Linked DNA regions of Sus scrofa: region 2 is linked to region 1. Evidence: chromatin contacts called from public Hi-C data. All regions are on one chromosome and are shown on one strand. Each heading gives the region's core, a stretch centred on a gene start, on an enhancer-like site or on the middle of the called end of the contact. The rest is flanking DNA. Distances are from core to core; before and after follow the strand shown. Region 1 has its middle 36 kb from the start of BTG2. Region 2 holds the start of PRELP (prolargin).

Evidence for each region. Hi-C and Micro-C count contacts between places; a contact is called where the count stands out from the background.
Region 2: a contact with region 1 is called in a Hi-C map of subcutaneous adipose tissue, with 2.5 times the contacts expected there. The contact joins the promoter of PRELP here to the enhancer-like site in region 1. A contact is called at or near these places in 1 of 5 promoter capture datasets (liver), 19 of 47 Hi-C or Micro-C datasets (adipose tissue, alveolar macrophages, blood and 10 more) and 2 of 2 datasets of contacts at active chromatin or transcription factors (alveolar macrophages and skeletal muscle).

What each region holds. Positions count from the first base shown.
Region 1 is chr9:63,995,812-63,999,992 of Sscrofa11.1, reverse strand. No RefSeq gene overlaps it. Among named protein-coding and RNA genes, the nearest start is that of BTG2, 36 kb to the left of the region's middle. Within about 2 kb of position 2,647, at least 36 of the 83 cell types and tissues checked have an H3K27ac peak or open chromatin away from gene starts, as enhancers often do. A contact at or near this core is called in adipose tissue, alveolar macrophages, fetal liver and 6 more, where this site is marked.
Region 2 is chr9:64,189,555-64,194,056 of Sscrofa11.1, reverse strand. PRELP (prolargin) reads right to left here and starts at 3,075. Exons shown (of 3, transcript XM_003130106.4): 1 at 2,898-3,075. It overlaps LOC106507842 (a long non-coding RNA gene), which reads left to right. Exons shown (of 3, transcript XR_001304135.2): 2 at 761-803; 3 at 1,839-2,888.

The DNA of each region.
Region 1 (4,181 bases), core at 1,398-3,897:
AACCCACTGAGTGAGGCCAGGGATCGAACCTGAGTCCTCATGGATACTCATCTGGTTGGTTTCCATTGAGCTACAATGGGAACCCCCCGGTTACCATTTATTAAGCTCCCCCACATGCCCAGCAAGGTGTCAGGTACATTGCAACTCTCATCTCCCCAACCACTCTACGGGTGACAGGTAAGGGAACTGGGATCCCACAAGGGGAAGCTCCCATACTGTCGTCAACCAGGGCTCAGGCTTGGAAGCCTGTGTTCTTGGTTAACAACGCTGTAAGGGAGGGAGTAGGATTGAGGGAAGTGAAGTGTCTTCACATCTCCTTGAGGAATAGAGAATATCATCCATCAAGGGCAGGAGCATCCTCAGGAGAAGAATGTCACAGGATAAAGCTGTAGCCAGCGCATTATTCAGGCTCCTGACTGTCTGGAGAGACACTGTGTAAAAGAAAGGATCAGGGAGAGCGAGAATTTGAGTGGATCCAGGGCTGACGGGGTGAGGATGATCTGCTTCTAGAGAGCAACTAACTCTTGTACAGACTCCTTCTGCAGGGATAGGGAAGTCGCCCAACCACCCCGAATGACAATGTATAAATAGCATTTAATTTGTATCGTCATATACGTTATCATCTCTTTTGCTCCTCCCAGCAGTTCTGGGTTGTTCTCTGATTATCTCCATCTTGAAGATGAACGAGCTGAAGCTTAAGTAACCTGCCAAGGTCACACTGTCAGAGACGGGTAGAGCTGAGATCTGCACCCAGGGTGCTCCAGAGTCACCTTTCCTGATTCTTCCCAGGATGTCAAGCGTCTCTGTCACCTGGTCTGATGGATTGAGAAGTCCTTCAGGATGGCTGGCTCCCTTTGCACCCTTGCTCTGCATTTGCGGACATCACCAGGAGGGAATTGGTGGCTCCAGCAAATTCCTGACACCAGCCTTAATGACAAACCCACTCTCCCTGTAAACAAACACGGTAGTTTTCTGTTTGCCCATCCACCTCCTGTGTGGTTGGCATGAGCTGGGCCTCCAGATATTAAGCAACTCTGAATGACCTAAAAACGAAATCAAGTTGTAGACCTGTCAAGCTAAGACAGGCCCTGTTGTTTTCTCCAAGGTTTCGCCTCTGGGAATTGGGGTGGTGGTGGGGCACAGACTACCCAAAGAACAAGTTAAGACTTGGAACATGGAATCAGAGCTACTTGCTGTGTGTCCTGAGATAAGTTCCTTAACTTCTCTGAACTTCATCTTCCGATTTACCTCACAGAATAAAGGTAGGTGAAATAACTTGGTGAACTAAAGTGCTTTGTGATCTTCTCTGCTGCATCATTGGCAACTGTGTGTGCCTGCCTGGCCAGTGGCCCCTTCAGAGGTGCGGTGGGGCCTTGCTCCTGTCATCTACCTAGAAAATTCTTCTGCCTTTTTATGACTCCGAGTGAGTGTCTTTTCCTTCAGGCTCTGGGAGGCAGGTTCTGTCCCCTCTCCCCAGTAGGAGGATCTTCAGGGCTTGTCACTCTGTGGAGATGGTCCAGCATTCATGCTCCTCTGTAAGCTCCTTATTTGTACCCTTAACTTTGGAAGGAGGGGTTCATGGTGATCCTTTTGTAAGTGTTTAAAAGGGGCTACCCTGGGCAGTCAGGAAGCCGGAAGAGAGCTGCTGAAGGGGCAGTGGGAAGGGACTTAGCAATTTGTCTACTTTGCGGTTTGAATTCACCTTCTCTGCACTGTGTGGCCACAGGCCCTTCTGGACACAGCCTGATTCCTTGGTGGAATATCATTCTGCAAGCTGTTCTTGCCTGTGGTTTCCAGAGGGGAGAATGGCATCTCCCTCTCAGGCCAGAGAGGCCCTGTCCCCATCAAATGCCCACTTGCAGGTTCATTCCTGAGGCTCAGCAGGTGACAGAGGCCAGGCTGGCTGCCCTGAATTGAGCAATCACTTGCCTCTGGGTGAGACAGTGATCTAGCTGAGCTTTTTGTTTTGCGTTTCGTTTTGTTTTGTTTTGCCTTCTTGTCCAAGAACCTAAGGGCTGTTTTGCAACCCCTTGGCTCCTTTCCTTTGGCCAGAGAAGCAAGGGAGGCTTCCTCCATCCTGGCCCATGCTGACCTGGAGAGCAGGAAAGAGCAGCGGGTGGGGGGTTGCTTCAGAGGTCAGGGGCTGGGCCACGTCCAGGGACTGTCTCCTGAGGCGGCCCAAGTGGATCCTACCTCTTGCAGGATCTGCAAGAATGACTCCTTTCTGGGCAGAGCAAGGAGGTGAGTGGTTCTGGACTCGTCTGCAGCACCAGCAGCATCTTCTCCAAGCATAGAAAATGTCTGGCCTGGCCACTGCTTGTGGCCCAGGACCTGAGATGATCGGAGAAGCCCCCTCCCACCACTCAGAACAAAGCCTGGAGGCACCCAGGCAGTCCCCCAGACTGCCACTCACAGGCTTCCCTGCGCTCAAGTACTTCCAAACATACATGCCCGGGGGAAGTCAGATGGTGAGAAACAAACAACAATCAACCATAGAGACTTCTGGGGACCAGATGTTTTTTTCTGGGCTGCCTAGGACTTACCTTCTCTGGAGCAACACCTGCTGAGAGCCAACTTTTCTCAACCCCTGGCCAGGCCACTTCCAGCCAGGGCAGCTCAAGGACCAAAACAGAGGCCTGGCTCCCCCTGCTGATCAGCCTAGGCACCCACATCAGGTTTGGTGACAGCAAATATCACCTCTGGATCCTATCACCTGTACAGAGACCAATAAGAACAATTCACGTCTTCCCCCTTCTCCTTGTCTTCCAGGGAATTAGAATAATTTGGAATTTGGAATTAGAATTTGGGAGTTCATTCTCCCAAAGTCAGGATTCACCTCCCTATAGCGTGGAAGGAAAAATGAGGCTCAGAGAGATTAAGTGACCCTCCCAGGATCACACAGCAATTTGGGGCCAGCCCTGGGGTTGGCCTCCTCCACTGTAGATCAGTGAGGAGGCAGACAGGGAGGCCCCTCAGACTCTGTGGTAGGAACAGTCCTCAGGTTGCTTTGGGTGACCCAGGCAGTACCCATCCTGTGGAATAAGTGCCTAGTCGGTTGGGGGTCCTGGTGTAGGAACCAGGGGCCCAGGAGAAGGGACCTGCAACACCCTCACTGGGAACTTTTACTTATGAGGGAGACAGGACAGGTGGGTCTACCAAGAAGTCACATCCCGCCCCAAACGTGGAGCGGCGCTGAATTTACACAATGGTGGCTGGGGCACTTCTGATGCTACAGCCGAGCATTTTTTGGCAGGGAGTGGGTGCCAAGCCTAGGTCATTGCCTCCTCATAGGGAGTCCCCTGTGTCACTCTCCTCCATACTCAGCATTGCCAGGATTCTAAGAGACACTTTTGTGTCCTTCTGGTAGGGGCCACTCCTTTTTTCGTTTTTGCTTTTTCCTTTAAGGGCCACACTCTCGGCCCATGGAGGTTCCCAGGCTAGGGGTCAAATGAGAGCTATAGTCACTGGCTTACGCCACCAGCCACAGCAACATGGGATCCAAGCTGCATCTGCGACCTACACCATAGCTCATAGCAACACCAGATCCTTAACCCACTGAGCGAGGCCAGGTATTGAATCTGCTTCCTCATGGATCCTAGTCAGATTCATTAACAGCTGGGCCATGAAGGGAACTAACTCCTAGGGGCCCCACTTTTTGAGGCAGGGTCCATGTCCTGCTTTTCTTGGGTTGGGGCCACCTTGGCCTCTGTTATTTTGAGTACCCCTGGACTCCAGGCTGGGATCAGTCCTCATGACTGACTGTGGTCACAAAGCATCTTTCCCCTTTCAGGATTCTTGACCAGAGACAAGGGGTTCTCCCCACTCCTCTCTGGTCCTGGCTCTCTGCCCTTGAGGTTAGGGTGACCCAAGAATGAGTTCCAAGCCAGTCCCATGCTATTAGTTGAAGCAGCTCTCCAGCTTCCAGGCATCTTGCTAGTGGAGGTCACTCCTGGAGTCAATGGCCTGCATCCCCCAAACTCATCTCCTCACCTACAAAGGGGCTTCCTTCATGGTGCCCCCTCCTTGCCAATTCCCCTGTGTGCCCAAGCGCCTAGGCAACAGATTCCATCACTAGGTGGTGGGTAAGCCCTATTTACTTACATGATGATTACAGGGCAAGGATTTAGAACCAGATGGACCAGGATCTGAATCCCAGGTCAACCAGTTACTCTCAGACGATC
Region 2 (4,502 bases), core at 1,826-4,325, 190 kb before region 1:
CCCTTTCCTGGGGAGTGAAATCAATATAAGGCTGAGCCTGATTGGGGCAGCGGCAGGGAGAGCCTCGTGGTTCAGATGAGGCAGGGCACGCAGGGTCTCGGCCCGTCTACTGCTACCCAGTGATGAGACCCTCTTCTCAGCCTCTGATTCCTTATCTGTACAATGGGGGTCATGAAATCTTCCCTATCCCTCTCTTCCTCACCCAGTTGTTTTCAGAAATAAGTGGGTTAAGTGACTTGAACATGTGCTGCAGATCAAAAAGTGCTAAAAATAAATATAACACTCTTAGGAAAGGACCATCCGTCTCTCCAGGGTCTATCGCAAGGCCAAGTGTAAACAGAATGTTTTTTTGGCCTCAAGCCACTAGTCCAGAAGAGCAAGTTTTCCTTTCCAAGGGTCCGGGGAAGAAGCAAGGGTGAGATGTCTCTTGCTTGCCGACAGGCTGTCACCTCACCATATCCTTTTCTCTGTTTCCATCCCCTAGCATCTCCACCCTCTGAAGAAAGCTTGTAAGAATCTTCTGGTGCTTTGGGCGCTTGTAGACCTGGGTCTCAACCCTGCAACTCTTTAGCTGTTAGGTGGGTGCTCTTGGGAAATCTCTTACTTCTACCAAGCTTCAGCTTCCTCATCTGTAAAATGGGCATCCTAACACCCATTTTATTTTGAAGTAAATGCATAAATGTGTGAAAAATGAGTGCTCAGTGAATGAGAAGCTATAGTTCACATTATTTTAAAAATCACAGAGTCTCTTTCCTTTCAGCTTGGCCAGAGGGCAGCCCTCTGGAAGGCAAGGATCCTTGCAGGTGGGTACAGCTCGTGGATTTTCCCCAACTCTTCCACACAGAGCAACTTCTTCCCCTTCGGGGCCTGTGATATGACACCTGGGTCTCAGAACCAACGAATTAGAGAGATAGATGTCCCCAGCCATTTGGGGAATGGGGAACATTCACTCTGTTCCTCCAACTCACCAGCCCCACACTAGACCTTCCTGCAGCAGGTGAGAGGATGTTGGCCAGGGATGGTACAGTCTCATTTCCTCAGGTGGCCATGGTGTCCCACTGCGGTTCATGACTTCCCCTCCCAACCCTTTGCACCTGGCTTTTTGGCCCTTCCAGCCTCCCACATGGGCCCCATAAATGGGGCTGCCCCTCTACCCTGTGTGAGCCACCAGAACAGACAGCTGTTTGGGGGGATCCAGAAGGGATGGGGGCCCAGGGCAGGCAGATTAGTAGGCAAGGGGAAACATAAGCTCTTTGGAACTACTTTGAGGGAATTTTCTTTCTGGAATGTTCTCCCTTTATCTGGCTGCCAATGCTTGCCTGGAGAAGGGAGGTGGGATGTTCACAAGAGAGCTTCCCTTTTCCCTCAGGTGCTTGCTTCTACTCCGCAAAAGAGGGTGGCCCGTTTGGAGCACTCTGGAGCTCCTCCATCAGACAGTCCTTGTCCAGGATGCCACATAGGCCTTCTGCCCAGATAAGACTGCCAGAAGTCCTGGGCTCTTCCGTCCCACATGGGACTCCCTCGGGCCCCTGGTTCAGATGCTCTCAAGTCCTAAAACAACAACAGATTCCTGGGTCTCGATGCAGTGGTTCTGGAGCAAGGGGTCTATGTTTTTAGTACGCACCCCTCTCCTCCACCCCTGCCCCCAGATCAACTGTATTGAGAAAACTTAATCTGGCCCATGCCCTGCCTGCCATGGGACAGCTCTTTCTCCTGGAGTGAGGTGGTGGGTAGAAAAGGTCCACCCTCTTTGGAAACAAGCTCCATTCAGTTACCCACTTTAGTTTTTCCCCTCCCTGACTGATTAAGGAACTACTGTCCCTTTTTCTCTCCCACAGGGACCTCTTGCCAACCTGGGATGATTTTGAAGTGGCTTTAAAAAGAAATATGCCTGCAATAAAAATGAAATGCTTTGCCCCCAGAGCTGAGAATTATGACCTCCAAAGCTTGGGAGCGGGGTTGCTTTCTTCTCTTTCTTTCCAAAAGACAAGTGGCTTGGACCAGTGAGACTGAGAAAGTCAGAGGTACAGGGAGGACACTGTGCAGATGGGAAAGCTATTTTTCCCTCCCCTGCCTAATTAAGTTCTAAAGAGCAAAGACATCCTTCCAGCTTTTGCACTCGTTCATCCCCTTCCTGCTCAGGCTGGACGCAGGACACATGATTTCTTTTGGCTCCACCATCACAGTGGGAAAATGCACTTTCCCTTTCCTTGTACAGTTGGGGAGGTGTGTGAGAGGGTGAGAGACAAGAGGCAGTGTGTGTGTGTGTTTGTGTGTGCGTGTGCGTGTCCCTCCTGGTGTCTGGTCACTATGTGGTCTAGCGCTGCACCTCCTGTGCAGCCAGAGTGGAGGTGAATGGACAGGATGCCTTTGTACTGTGTGTGTAGTTTGTGTGTGTGCATGTGGAGTGGAAGCGTAGCCTCTGTGTGACACGTGTGTATGCCTGTGATGGTGTGTGACAAAACGTGAAAGGTTCAGAGAAATGGGTTCTAGAGTAGGGTTTCTCTGGGAACCTGATTTGTAGAAATGCTGTGTGTGGTGTTTGTCTGCCCTACAACCAACACCCGTACCAAGAAAGTTTAACTTTGCAGCAAAACAAAGACATGGATAGAGAATGATGAAGAGAAGAAAGAGGGTGGAGAAGAAATGAGGAAGAATTAATTTGAGTTCCTTTGAAAGGAGAGATGTTTGGTGGGTGGAAGGAAAAGATAGAGACTAGATCAATAACAAGAAATAACAAATGAGGAAGAATTAATTTGAGTTCCTTTGAAAGGGGAGACGTTTGGTGGGTGGAAGGAAGGAAGGAAAAGATAGAGACTAGATCAGTAACAAGGTTGGACGGAGCAGGAGACTGGCTGGAGGCAGGAGTCTTCCTCCCCATCTCCCACTGGGCTTACCTGTACCACCTGCCTCTCCTCTCAGCTCTGGGTTTAGTGTCCGGCAAGGCTCCCTCTGATTCCCCCCACCCTTTGGTGGAGCTGTGGCAGCAGAGAGCCAGCTGGAAGTTCTGATCTCCTTGTGGTGTGTTCGTGCTCGAGTTTGCCTGACTTTTCTTCCACTGGATCCTATTGGGGTGGGGAGGTTAGGTTAGGGGGAGGGACAGGCAGATCCAGATCGTAAGGAGGGAGAGGAGGACGGAGGGAGGGGGGAGGAGGGAGGGAGGAGAGAAGAGAGGGAGGGAGCTTGGGAAAGGAGGAATGACAACAATAAAGTCTTTATTTAGCAGCCAAAACTCCCAAAGACTTCATCCACACACCATGCCCACTAACGGACTCGTTTTTAATAACATTTCCTTCTGCTGCTGCTTCTGGGAGGGAGATTGTTTGACCCATGTTTGGAAAGCAAGCCAAATTAACAGAGGAAAAGGAATGAAAAGCAACTTCTGTGCAGGCCAGGACTGGATGGCTGGGTCCAGCACCAGACTGTTTCATTCCTCCTCCTAACAACTGTCTTGCTTCTGATGCCCTTCACTGCCCGTGTTCAATTCCCAGATGTGAGGGGTGTGGGATGTTTCCTTTAAGCAGACACAATTCTTCCCCAGGTTGCCTTCTCTGAGAGGTTGCTAAGGGAATGGAGTCTTGCTGTGCAAGCTAGCCCAGGACTGAGCCTTGGTTTGGGATGCTCTGAGAACCAGAGAGGGAAAGTCTGACCTGGGATTATACTGCAAAGGCAAGAGAGTAAAAATTTGCTGTAAGACTTAAAGTCACTGTCCATGTGGACAGTGCCAGCTTCTCCATGTATATTGTACTCAGGAGAGATTTGGGGGCCATATAGTCATCACACAAAGTATATGGGGGAATCCCAGGGTCCCCTGTCCATGTCATCCCATTCAAGTAAGACCATTACCTCTATCAGTTCTCTCAACCAAAAACTACAACACACTTATAGCTGTGTTAAGTAGCTGCCCATCAAAACTTCCTGCGACCTCAGTTGACTACTTAAAAAACTCAATGGGATTTACTTTTTCTATCATCAGTCCTTGGAGAGCTGCTGAGCCCAGTGATGGGAACTCCCTTCTCCCTTCCCCAATCTGGCAATAAAGGGAAGAACAATAAAATTAGGATCAGCCGTCCTGGGCTCTGCCTCTTATGAATTATGTTGATCTTGGGCGAGTGAGTCACTTGATCGTGTGGAGCCTCAATTTCCTCATCTAAAAAATGGGGATAATACCTTCCTCACAGTGTTGGGAAGATTAAATGATATAAATATGAAAGCATTTTACAACCTGGGAAGATGTTAGGCTTTGGGAGGGGGATTATGATGAATGGTATCAGACTGAAAAACAAGGAAGAAAAAATAAAACCTGCACCTTCTTTTCCCATCCCCCTTCCACCCAAAATCTTGTGCCTTCCACACCGGCTGGTGAGGTCTTGCTGGAGGACAGTGTGTAGCTGCTGTCCATAGTCATTGACCCTGGGTGTGCTGGGACACTCACTCATGCATTTAGTTTTTCATCCAAAGTGTACATGTCCCCTTCTGCAGACTGAGGACATCAGACCCTA